Regions from separate parts of the Sus scrofa genome. Here region 1 is linked to region 2. The links are chromatin contacts, called in public Hi-C maps. All regions are on one chromosome and are shown on one strand. The core of a region is the stretch at or near the end of the contact, and the rest is flanking DNA. Distances in the headings are between cores, read along the strand shown. Region 1 overlaps LOC100519511. Region 2 has its middle 8.1 kb from the start of TMEM255B.

The links. Hi-C and Micro-C count contacts between places; a contact is called where the count stands out from the background.
Region 1: a Hi-C map of subcutaneous adipose tissue shows a contact between it and region 2, with 2.3 times the contacts expected there. The contact joins two enhancer-like sites. A contact is called at or near these places in 1 of 5 promoter capture datasets (liver), 11 of 47 Hi-C or Micro-C datasets (brain, embryonic fibroblasts, fetal skeletal muscle and 6 more) and 1 of 2 datasets of contacts at active chromatin or transcription factors (skeletal muscle).

Annotation. Positions count from the first base shown.
Region 1 is chr11:79,069,113-79,074,176 of Sscrofa11.1, reverse strand. It overlaps LOC100519511, which reads right to left. Exons shown (of 5, transcript XM_005653842.3): 5 at 3,325-5,064. Among named protein-coding and RNA genes, the nearest start is that of CDC16, 13 kb to the left of the region's middle. Within about 2 kb of position 2,611, at least 15 of the 83 cell types and tissues checked have an H3K27ac peak or open chromatin away from gene starts, as enhancers often do. A contact at or near this core is called in retroperitoneal adipose tissue and subcutaneous adipose tissue, where this site is marked.
Region 2 is chr11:78,806,217-78,811,199 of Sscrofa11.1, reverse strand. No RefSeq gene overlaps it. Among named protein-coding and RNA genes, the nearest start is that of TMEM255B, 8.1 kb to the left of the region's middle. Within about 2 kb of position 3,054, at least 21 of the 83 cell types and tissues checked have an H3K27ac peak or open chromatin away from gene starts, as enhancers often do. A contact at or near this core is called in retroperitoneal adipose tissue and subcutaneous adipose tissue, where this site is marked.

The sequences.
Region 1 (5,064 bases), core at 1,362-3,861, 260 kb before region 2:
TCACCAGCGTCCTATCTTAATAAATCTATTTCTTGCCTATCCCTTTGTCTCTCGCTGAGTTCCTTCTGCACGGAGGCATGAAGGACTTGAACCTCAGTGAATCCGGACACCAGGGGAGTGATTTTAATTTAAAACCATGGGTTCGAGTCCCAATCTGGCTTTAGGCTGGGTTCGAGTCCCAGTATGGGTTCTGGCTAGGTTCAGGCCGTTAGTGCTGTCAGCTTCATCCTCATGACTTATCATTCTTTGCTTAAAAAGGTACCTGACGGAGTTCCTTCGTGGCGCAGTGGAAATGAATCCGACTAGGAACCATGAGGTTGCGGGTTTAATCCCTGGCCTCGCTCAGTGAGTTAAGGATCTCTCGCTGCCGTGAGCTGTGGTGTAGGTCGCAGTTGTGGCTCGGATTCTGTACTGCCGCGGCTGTGGCTCCGATTTGACCCCTAGCCTGGGAACCTCCATATGCCTCGGGTGCAGCCCTAAAAACAAAACAAAACAAAAAAAGGTACCTGAGCTCCTGGGTTTAATGGTCTCTTCAGGTTTTCATTTTCCTTTTGAATACTCCCACGTACATGTAAAATATCAGATAAGTTCGTATGCTTTCCTGCTGTTTATGTCTTACGTCAGTTTGATTCTTTGGCTTCACATCCTAGGAGGGTGAAAGGAAGCTTTTTCCTCATCACAGAACTTACCCCTACTACTTCTAAACATGATTCTGCTAAAATTCTTGGGGAACCTAATATTTTCCCAAATTGGATTTAATAACTTGGAAACTCTTATAATAAAACAGCAGCCCATAAAACTGTGCTGAAGAATTGCCAGTTTGAGCGTAGGCAGCACTTGCTGGTTGCAGCAGCTCTCAGCATTCCAGGTTACTTAGTAAACACTGATTGAGAACAAGTGGTTTTTTTGCTGCAGTTTACAATTTGGTAAAGCTAGTGGGGAAAAAAACCTGAGGAAAAGTGCCAATTAGGGAAGCTGGCGTTACAGGCTCCTTGACTCTTCTCACCAAGCTGGGAAAGGGAGAGAGTGGCCTCCCCATCCCCCGGCGCGCACCCAGTACCTGGGGCTCTAGGTCTGGCCCCGCGCGGCGCTCCGAGATGAGCTGCAGCTCCGGAGCCGCCAGCAGAGGGCGCGCCGCCTGCGCATTCCCTGATCTCCAAGGTCCGGCCCTTTCTGGGACGCGCCCCTGGCGCCGGGGGCGTGGACCGACCCAGACACAGGAGGCCGGAGCCGTGGGGAGGCTCAGGCAGGTCCTAGACCCTGAGGACCAGGGAGGCCCGGTTACCAGCTGTTAGGTCCTTTGCGTTTCAGCCACTGCTGTGAGGGTCATTTTGCTTTGTGGTGTCCCCAACGTACTCAAACGTTAACGTGAAAATTAACCTGTTTCTAAGTAATTTTTTTAACAACCAAGGAGTGTTAAGCTTCTACAGTGTTATTGGAGTTTGTGGTTAATGCTGGGAAGAGAAAACTAATGGGCATAGCAGCATCCTGGTTACATGGTCCAGAGGCTGCAGTGGTTCCCTGAGATGGGACATGTGCTCACTGGCGAGGATCCTGCATTCGCTTCTCTCAAGTTATCCTCAGAATCCGTGCTCCTGCTTCCTGGCGGCTGAAGCTCAGGTCTCACACCCATGGTCCTACCCGGCCCCATGTGTGGAGCCCACCTCTCTCAGGAGTTTGCTTTCTCTGCTAGGCAGCCTGACCTCCCCGCCAACCAAGCCGCTAAGTTAGAGCTGCAGGTTGGCCATTGCAGACCTCCAGCACTGGCAAGGCCTGGCCTCTGTCCAGCGCCCACTTCTGCATTTCCAAAACATTCCCTCACATTCAGGCCTTGGTCTGCTTGGCACCCAGAGCAGGGGCCTACGTGCACCCAAGTCCAGAGGGAAGGAGGCCGTCCCCTCCACCTGGGATACAGGGACCCTGGGAGCCCTGAGGTGGTCTTAAGTGGGCCTTTCCTGAGGCTGATTTGGCAGCAAGCAAGAGGGTGAGCAGTGCAAAACCTGAGGAAACTGGCCCCCAGTGGACTTTGGAGTTTGTCAGGCCCATTGTCCAGGGTCCATGTTGGGGGAGCTGGGGTCCAGGCTTTGCGATGGATGGGCACTGGTGCAGGGTTAGGCCCCAGGGCCCAAGGGCAGCGCCTCCTTGCCTCACCAGGTGTCAGTCTGGGCCCCTGGGCCCTTTGCTGCCGGCACCCCCACCCTCCTCCCTCTCTTCTTCCTCCACCTTCCCGCCACTGTTCCTGGTCATTATATTTATGGGGATTTAAAAGCATTCCAAAGTTCTACATATTTGAACTAATTTGATGCGCATGTCATATGGGATAAACACATCTCCTCACCTGAAAGCATACCTAGTACTTCTTACTTTTCAAGTTACCTTCGAAATCAGAACTCCTCGGAGTTCCCTCTGTGGTGCAGTGGGATTGGCGGTATCAGGAGCCTCTGCTATCAACCTTAAATTGCCACAGTTGTAAAGGAGGTGCAAATATGAAACCAAGTGTTCTGTCTCTACTAGGCAAGTTTTTCTGTCAAATTTAGCCCGATCTCAAGACTCTAAACACTGTACTGTACTGTGCCCAGTTTGAGAAACAGGGTGTGGACAACCTGGCAAACTCCCCAGAACGCACCAAAGGCCAAATGCAGTCATGATCCAGTTTCGAGCACAAGCCTTTGCTCTGCATAAGGGGGCTTAGAGAGGCTAAGTAAGCTTCTCAGTCACTCAGAGAGCCCACTGAAGAGTGCGAACTCACACCCAGTCTGACTGACTCCAGGCCCATGGTTTTAAACACTATCCACTCGAGAGTCTGCCTGCCAGGAACGGGGAGGAGGCTGGGTGCTTCCACGTGGACCTGGAACCTGGAAGGGTGATTCAAGCGTCTGTGCAGGAAGGATCAAAGTGGGTCTCTGGTTCTCTTTTATTTTAGTAGGGGAGTCACCCTAAATCCACAGTGCGAGTTAGGTGTGGCCAAGCGCATTAGGTACTGTGATGCTACGGAGGCCCAGCTCCGAGGAGCGCGTCAGTCTGCCTTGACTGGGTCCCAGGGCCTGGCCCATACACAGAGTTTGTTGGTAAATGAGTGAGTCTTTTAACTTTTTTTTTTTTTTTTTTTTTTTGAGGCCTTAACTGTGTTAAGAACTGGGTTCAGTGTGATAACTGTTTGTTGCTGTAGAACAGTTTAAGCATGGCCTTACCTGGGTGTGGCAGAGAAGGTGAGCAGATTCTGAGACCCTCTCAGCAGAGTAGTGATCACTGCACACAAAACCTACTGACACCTCCATCTTAGGGGATGTGTTTGGGGTCAGGTTGGAATTTCATCACACTGAAGAGTTTTAATCTGATTTATTTAGGTATTTGTTAAAGTAACAATCCCAGATTTTAGGGCAAATTACACAAATACACCTGAGAATTGTAAACAAATCCACAACAGCAAAAATATGGTAGAGTGAGAAGAATCAGAGAAGAAAATCCAATTCAGAAGTCTTTAACCTCCCGTGTTACTCTGCATAATTTGTTTCCAGCTATTAGCCTAAGAAGCATGTAAAATAGTTTTGCTGCATCATCTGGTCAGATATATCCTGTGGACACAGTTTTGGGTGCTGACTCATGTGCATTTACAGCTGTCCTTGTGTGATAATGGGGGGGGGGGGCGCTGGCCCAGCTGAGGTGTGGACCAGCATCCTTTGGGACCCAAGCTGCCTGTGGCACCAGGAAACCAGGATGGCCTTGCCGTCTCCCTGTCACTACTTCTCACGCTTTTCTTTTCCTACTTTGTGTGCTGAGGCCTCTCCTACATTTCACTTTTGGGGTCCAGGATGTGGCCGTGCTAAATTTCAGTTTCAGTTCCTGTTGGATCAAAAATGCATATTGGAAACAAACACTATCCTTAGGTAAGGACAGTAAAATATCAGTTTACTAGACTGCCTGGGAAATGGAGTATTTAAATGCATTGACAATTCTACCTTATTTAGAATTAATCTTATGGTTTTTAAAAAGCAGCCTATTGAGATACAGTTCTGTAACATAAAATTCGCCCTTTTCAATTGCGTATGTCAGTGGTTTTGGTATATTCAGTGTTGCGCAATCATCACCAAATCCAATTTTAGAAGTCTTTCATCACCCACCCCCAAGCCCGCCACGCTCAGATATGGCCCCAACTTCTCCCCCAGCCCCTGGCAGCCACTAATCTACTTTGCACGTCTATGGACTGGCCTGTGCTGGACCTTTCATAGAAGTGGAATCTGACGCTATGCGGCCGTTTATATCTGGCCTCTTTCACTGAGCATACCGCCTTCAGTGTTGACCCATAATGCAGCGGTTATTCCTTTTTAGGGTTGCATAATACTCTGTTACGTGGTTATTACCACACTTTGTTTATTTGCTCGTCAGTTGACGGAACGTTCTTGCACAAGTTTCTGTGTGGACATGCCTTTTAATTCTCTGGAGCATATACCAAGGAGTGGAATTGTCAGGTTATATGGTAATTTTATGGTTACTTTTTGAGGAACAGCCAGACTGTTTTCCTGGGGAGGCGTTTTGTTGGGGAGGTGGCATCTGGTCTTCAGAGAGCTGGTCAGAGGTGGCTACGGGGGTTTCTTTTGAACATTTCCCCAACTTTCTGGTCCTGTAAAACTGAGTTATTTCCTCCCTAAACCTGCAGTTTTCAAAAAGCTTGGTTTTGTCCTTCTACCCGCCTGGGTGCGAAGTCCCTGAACTTTCCAAGGATGGAGGCAGGGGCTTGTCTAGGAAAAGGGAAGCACACTGTTCAGAATAAGTCCCGCTAATTCAAAGCTGTCGCCCCAGTGTCAGGAAGGGGATTTTCGACAGGAAATCCATAGCTGAGTGTCTGTCCCTCTGCCCTGTGCCTGTCATCACCCTCGTCCTGCACATAGAAGCCAAGGCCCTGGAAATTCCCAACAGGGCATGAGGGCAGCTTATTAGAGCGCAGTCTTCAGAGCTGGATTTTCCGAGTTGGGATCCAGAGGTGCTGAGCTGGTGTTTGTTTCCAGGTCTGTCTTTTCAGAAGACAAAGCAGATGACCTCGCCTGGAGGCTCCACACTGGGATG
Region 2 (4,983 bases), core at 1,805-4,304:
TCCAAATAGGAAGGCATGTATTTCCCTGACTACAGCGAATTAGGTTCATCTTTCCTTCACGCAGTCAGCAAATACCGATTGATTCCTCTATGGGCAAGATGCTAGGAGAGTCGAAAAGATGAGTCATACAGACTTCGCTTTTAAGAACTTTAAAAGTGAGAAGTAGGAGAACTAAAACACACTATTACGTCATAACGCAGAAGGTGACAGTAGCACTTGGAGAGCAGCTGCTGCCCTAGAGAAGGAACAGGGACCCCCAACATCAGAGCAGCACACGGGAACCCCCTGGGGCCCAAGACCCTCAAACCAGAGCCTCTGGAGGAGGGACCAGCATCCGAGGTTGCAGAGCTGGGAGCCTCGGAGGATGCTGAGGGGGAGGGAGGGGCGAAGAGGGAAGAAAAGAGGAGAGGAGGCCGCAGGGTTCCAGCGGGGGAGGGGGGGCTTCGGGCCTGCGAGGGCGCGGAGTGTGCCCGTCCCAGAGGCCTGGCTGCAAGGCTGGCTGTGGGGCAGGCGAGAAGTCACCGAGAAGTCCGAAGACTCCAGACGGTGGGGTCGCCCGGCGTCCTCCTTATGCCTGGGGAGGACTCTGCCCAGCAGGAGGGCCGGTGACCCCCAACTGTCCCTGGAGGCCTGTCCAGCGGGGAGGAGCTGATGGGAGGGCTGGCTTGGCCGCAGACGAGGGAAAAGCAGCTAACTTTCCCCAGGGCCTGCACCCCCTCATGGGCCCCGCACGCACCTGGTCAGCCACCCCCCCCGCCGTCTGGGCAGCGCTCTGTCACCATGGTGGAGGTGGGGGCACACCTGGCCATCAGTCCTCACTGCCAAGCCCAGCGGTCTGCCTGCCAGAGGGTGGGAGCCGGGCTGTGGCGGCGCAGGCCTCCAGGTCCGTCCGTCCAGCGTCCCGACCTCAGGTACCTGGCCACGGGCTTTGGGAGCCTCCAGATTTCTGCCTCCCGCCCGCCCGCCACAGGCTGCCTCCCCCAGGGAAGTGTTTGGAGGCTTAAACAGGGAGAGGAAGAGGAATTTCAAAGTCAGCTTCTTAAACTGTGACCAGGGTGACTTCAAACACGTGGTCAGGCCTCTAGGGACGGAAGGGTCCACCCGGGGACTCTGTGCCAGCAGGAGGCCTGCGTGGCCTGCCAGCCCCTGAGGTCGGGAGGCCCAGGGAACCAGGAGGCTCCAGAAGCGAACGCTCTGCCCCTTCGGGATGAAAGCGGGGTGCGGGGGAGTGGGGGCAGGGCGACCCGGGCCCTTCGCCCTGACATGGACCTGAATTCATGGAGGCATTCTCCCCCTTGTGTCGCCCGCTTGGAACTGTGTCTAGCTCATGGCAGGTCTTCAGGGAAAACTTGAAGGCAGAAGACAGAACAGGCGTGCCCCCCCACACACACACCTTTCAGCACCTGCGCCCACCCGGGGGGGCCTGCCGGACACAGCCCTCTCCCATGGGGACCTCCCCACCCGCCTCCCCACCCATCCAGGGGGCAGGAGGCAGGCCTGTCGCCTCCACCTACAGGAGCAGACAGAGCTCAGCAGGCTCTGCGACCAGGACGAGCCCTCAAAAGAGAGGGATTCAAAGAGCCGGGAATCGGTCAGGAATCAGTCAAGAATCGGTCAGAACCTGTCAGGAAGCCCCTTCATGCCCCAGGCCTGGCTGGGTCCAGACCCACCGTCCCTCTGCCCCGTGCAGGTGAGGCCTTCTCGGGCGTCGTGAGAGTCTGGTCTCAGCTGACGGCAGCAAACACCGCCTGCCTGTAACCCAAGAGGCCTGTGCTGAGCCAGGGATGAATAATGCAGCCCGGAGGCCCCAGAGACGCGGGGGCCGCCCGGTCGAGGCAGCAGGGCCAGACCAGAGAGACGGAGATATATATTTCCAGGGATGTTTAAATTACAAACACCCTGGGGGCTTTGCTGGTAGCCTTGTAACCATGATCTTGTGTCCTTCGGCCGTGACCTCTGGTCCCTCAGCCATGGCCCCAGCTCACCTTTCAAGGTGCTCACTCCCCGTGGGAAGCAGGAAACCCACCCCTGACTCCCCAGAAGGAGGGTGCTCCCTGGCCTTGGATTTGCAACCACAGCCAGTCCACTGTCACCTGTGACACACAGGACGTTGCCCTTGAGAGAGGAGCCAAGCCCCCCGCAGGACAGGCCTCTGTGCCCACGGCCCTGGTCAAGTTCTGATGTGCCGAGGAGAGGCAGCCGCTCCCACTTGCGGGGTCCCCAACGCCAGCCAAGGAGCTGGGACAGGGTCCCCCAGGCCCAGACACCACCTGTCCTAGCCCCCGGAGGCCTGGGCCTTGATAAGATCTCGGACATAGGAGGCTGAGCCTGGAAAAGCATCACCTACTGTCACTGAGGGATTGAGGCGTGGTTTTTACAAACTCAAATCTTCCCTTCATTTGAAATTGTCTGGGTAAACCTGAGAACCTGTCTCATTTATTTTTAATCCCATGTTTTCAAATTGAGGTTTTCCTCTCCAGCTGTCCTTCTCTCAGCTGGTAAAATGCCTGTGACGTGTGCATGTGGTTTGCAGTCGGGGCCCCCTTGTGTGTCAGAACACATGAGAGGGGCTGGGCACCACCGTGAATGAGAGGAGGTGACCTCAGCCTTCGCCGAGCTCGTGTTGGGTAATTATATTTAGCAAATCTATGAAGACTGCACACAAGGAAAAACCCAGCCGGCTATGAGAATATAGTAACAAGTAGTTCTGGGCCTATGCCTTCTGGCCCAGCCCTTGAGAGCATGCGCTGCCTGGCACTGACCCAGCTGCCACCAAGAGGGGACAGCATGGACTTTGGGAGAGGGCTGGAAGCGTGTCCTGCAGGGCTTCCCAGACAGCCTGTCTCTTTGCTGAGATTTTTCGTCCCTACTTCCTTCAAGCGCTGGGCAATCCCCCGAGGCCGGTTGTGAAGCTGCCTTGAAGCCTCTCCGATGAATCCACTGGCCATGTCACCATGTGGGACTGCTGACCGCTTTCCTGGTTCTTGGTTGACAGCGAGCTTCTGTTCCCGACATTTGGGGGTGTCACATGACAGACCCGGCCCTCCTGGAGCATTCCCGTGACACAGCGCCCACGTGTGGGCACCACCTGCTACTGCAGGTGACCTCTGCTGATGGGGAGGCATTCCTCTTTGGGGTGCAGGGGTCATTACATTTCCACGGGGTGGGGGAACCCCCCCAGCGGGGCACGGGGCCTTGTCACAGCTGAGGGTGGAGGCCCAGAACCCAGCATGGCCTGTGGGGGGCAGGCCCTCCTTGTGGTCTCCTGACTCTGAGCTGTGCCCCCAGCCCCGGTCTCTGCCTTCCCTCCACCTGCAGAGCTTTCCATTCACTCCCACGGTGTCCAAGGTTTAGCTGCAGCAAATCCAAGGTGGCCAGGTGCTCGAGCACCTTATCCACACCCCAAGAAAGTGCGTCATGCGTTAGAGTTAGCAGGCGACCCGAGCTCTGGGCCCCGGACAGCTGGCAGGCCTGTCTGTGCTGAGCTGCTCGGGGCGGGGAGGGCTCCAGGGCCCAGAAGAAGTGTCACTGTCGGGGGAGATTGCAGGAACAAAGGCCAAAGCCCGTGTGTACAGGGCCCCAACATCCGCTGCACCCCTGACGCCGCCCCTGGGGCCCCCACCCACGCCAAGCGGCCCTAACTCAAGCCCTACTCCCCGAAGTCCACAGAGGCCTTGCTCGTGCACAACTGGGACTGAGCAGCATCTCATGGGACCTCCAGTGGCGGGCGGGTGAGTGCACCAGAGGCACCTCTCGGCAGCATCTGACGGAACCTCGGTTTGTTGGTTATTGTGTTTTTCAGAATCAGCCCTTTGGTATGAATTGCCTCAGAAACCCCGTGTGGCTGCCCTTCAAGGTGGCTCTGCCCCCACCGCCCCCTGCCCCGGGCCGCAGCTCCACTCAAACAAGCGTGGCGCAGCTTCGGAAGAAAAGGGATTGATGCATAAAGACAGGAGCAGCCGGACAAAGCCACATGAGACCCACCGGAAGGGGGCAGACAGGGCGTGGGGACACTGTGGGGACCTGGTGAGAGCTGGGGACAGAGTGAGTATGTGTGTGTGTTCATGTGTGTGCCGTATACATGCATGCATGCGTTTATGTGTATGTGTGTGTGTTGTGCACAGGTGTGTGTGTGTGCATGTGCATAAGTGTGTGTGCAGTTCATGTGTGCTGCACACGTGTTGTATGTGTACACTGTATGTGTGTGCATGTGTGTGTCATGTACAGGTGTGTATGTGTATCTGTGTTGCTTGTGCATATGTGTGCATGTGTGCAGGCATGTGTGTGCACGTGCATGTGTGTGCGTGTATACGTGCCTGTGTGACGTGTGTGTATCCCGTGCATCTGCACACTTGTGTGTGTGATTTTGAGGGACAGCGTGCACCAGGACTGTATCACAATCTAGAAAGACCGTTCCTATTTTAAACTTTTATTTTCACCCTTTTCTACTTTGATGGAAATTGCATTTTTTGTTTGTTACAAACAAAAAGTGGTGGCGAGGCGTCTGCAGATTCTCCGGGTCAATAACGAAACGTGTCTGGGGCGGGGGGCGGGGGGGGACCTTTTCACCACAGTGGTTGTCTGAGTCGCCACCGAGGTGGAGGAACGGGCAGTCTCCTCGGCTCCCACGGAGGCCCGAGTGCCCGGCCCAGTGCCCTGCAGGGACCCCGAGGCTTGTGCACACAGAGGATGAAAGGACAGGGTTCAGGCCCCTGTGGAGGACCCCCCAGCTTGGGCTCTAGGCCTCATTGGTGGGGAGCGGCCACCCAGGGCAAGACGTGCCTGGAGGGCAAATGCCGATCGCGGGCCACTCACACAGAGACAGGCGAGCTGCCGCGCTGGGGGCCGAGGGCGGCCCTGTCCTCCGAGCCGGATGGCGTGTCCCCTGCCCAGGGGGCCGGGGAACAGCTAAAGTGAGGACTATTGTTCACTGCTGGACAGCGAGACCCCTCAGAGGGTGCCCGAGCAGGGGGCTGCACCCGA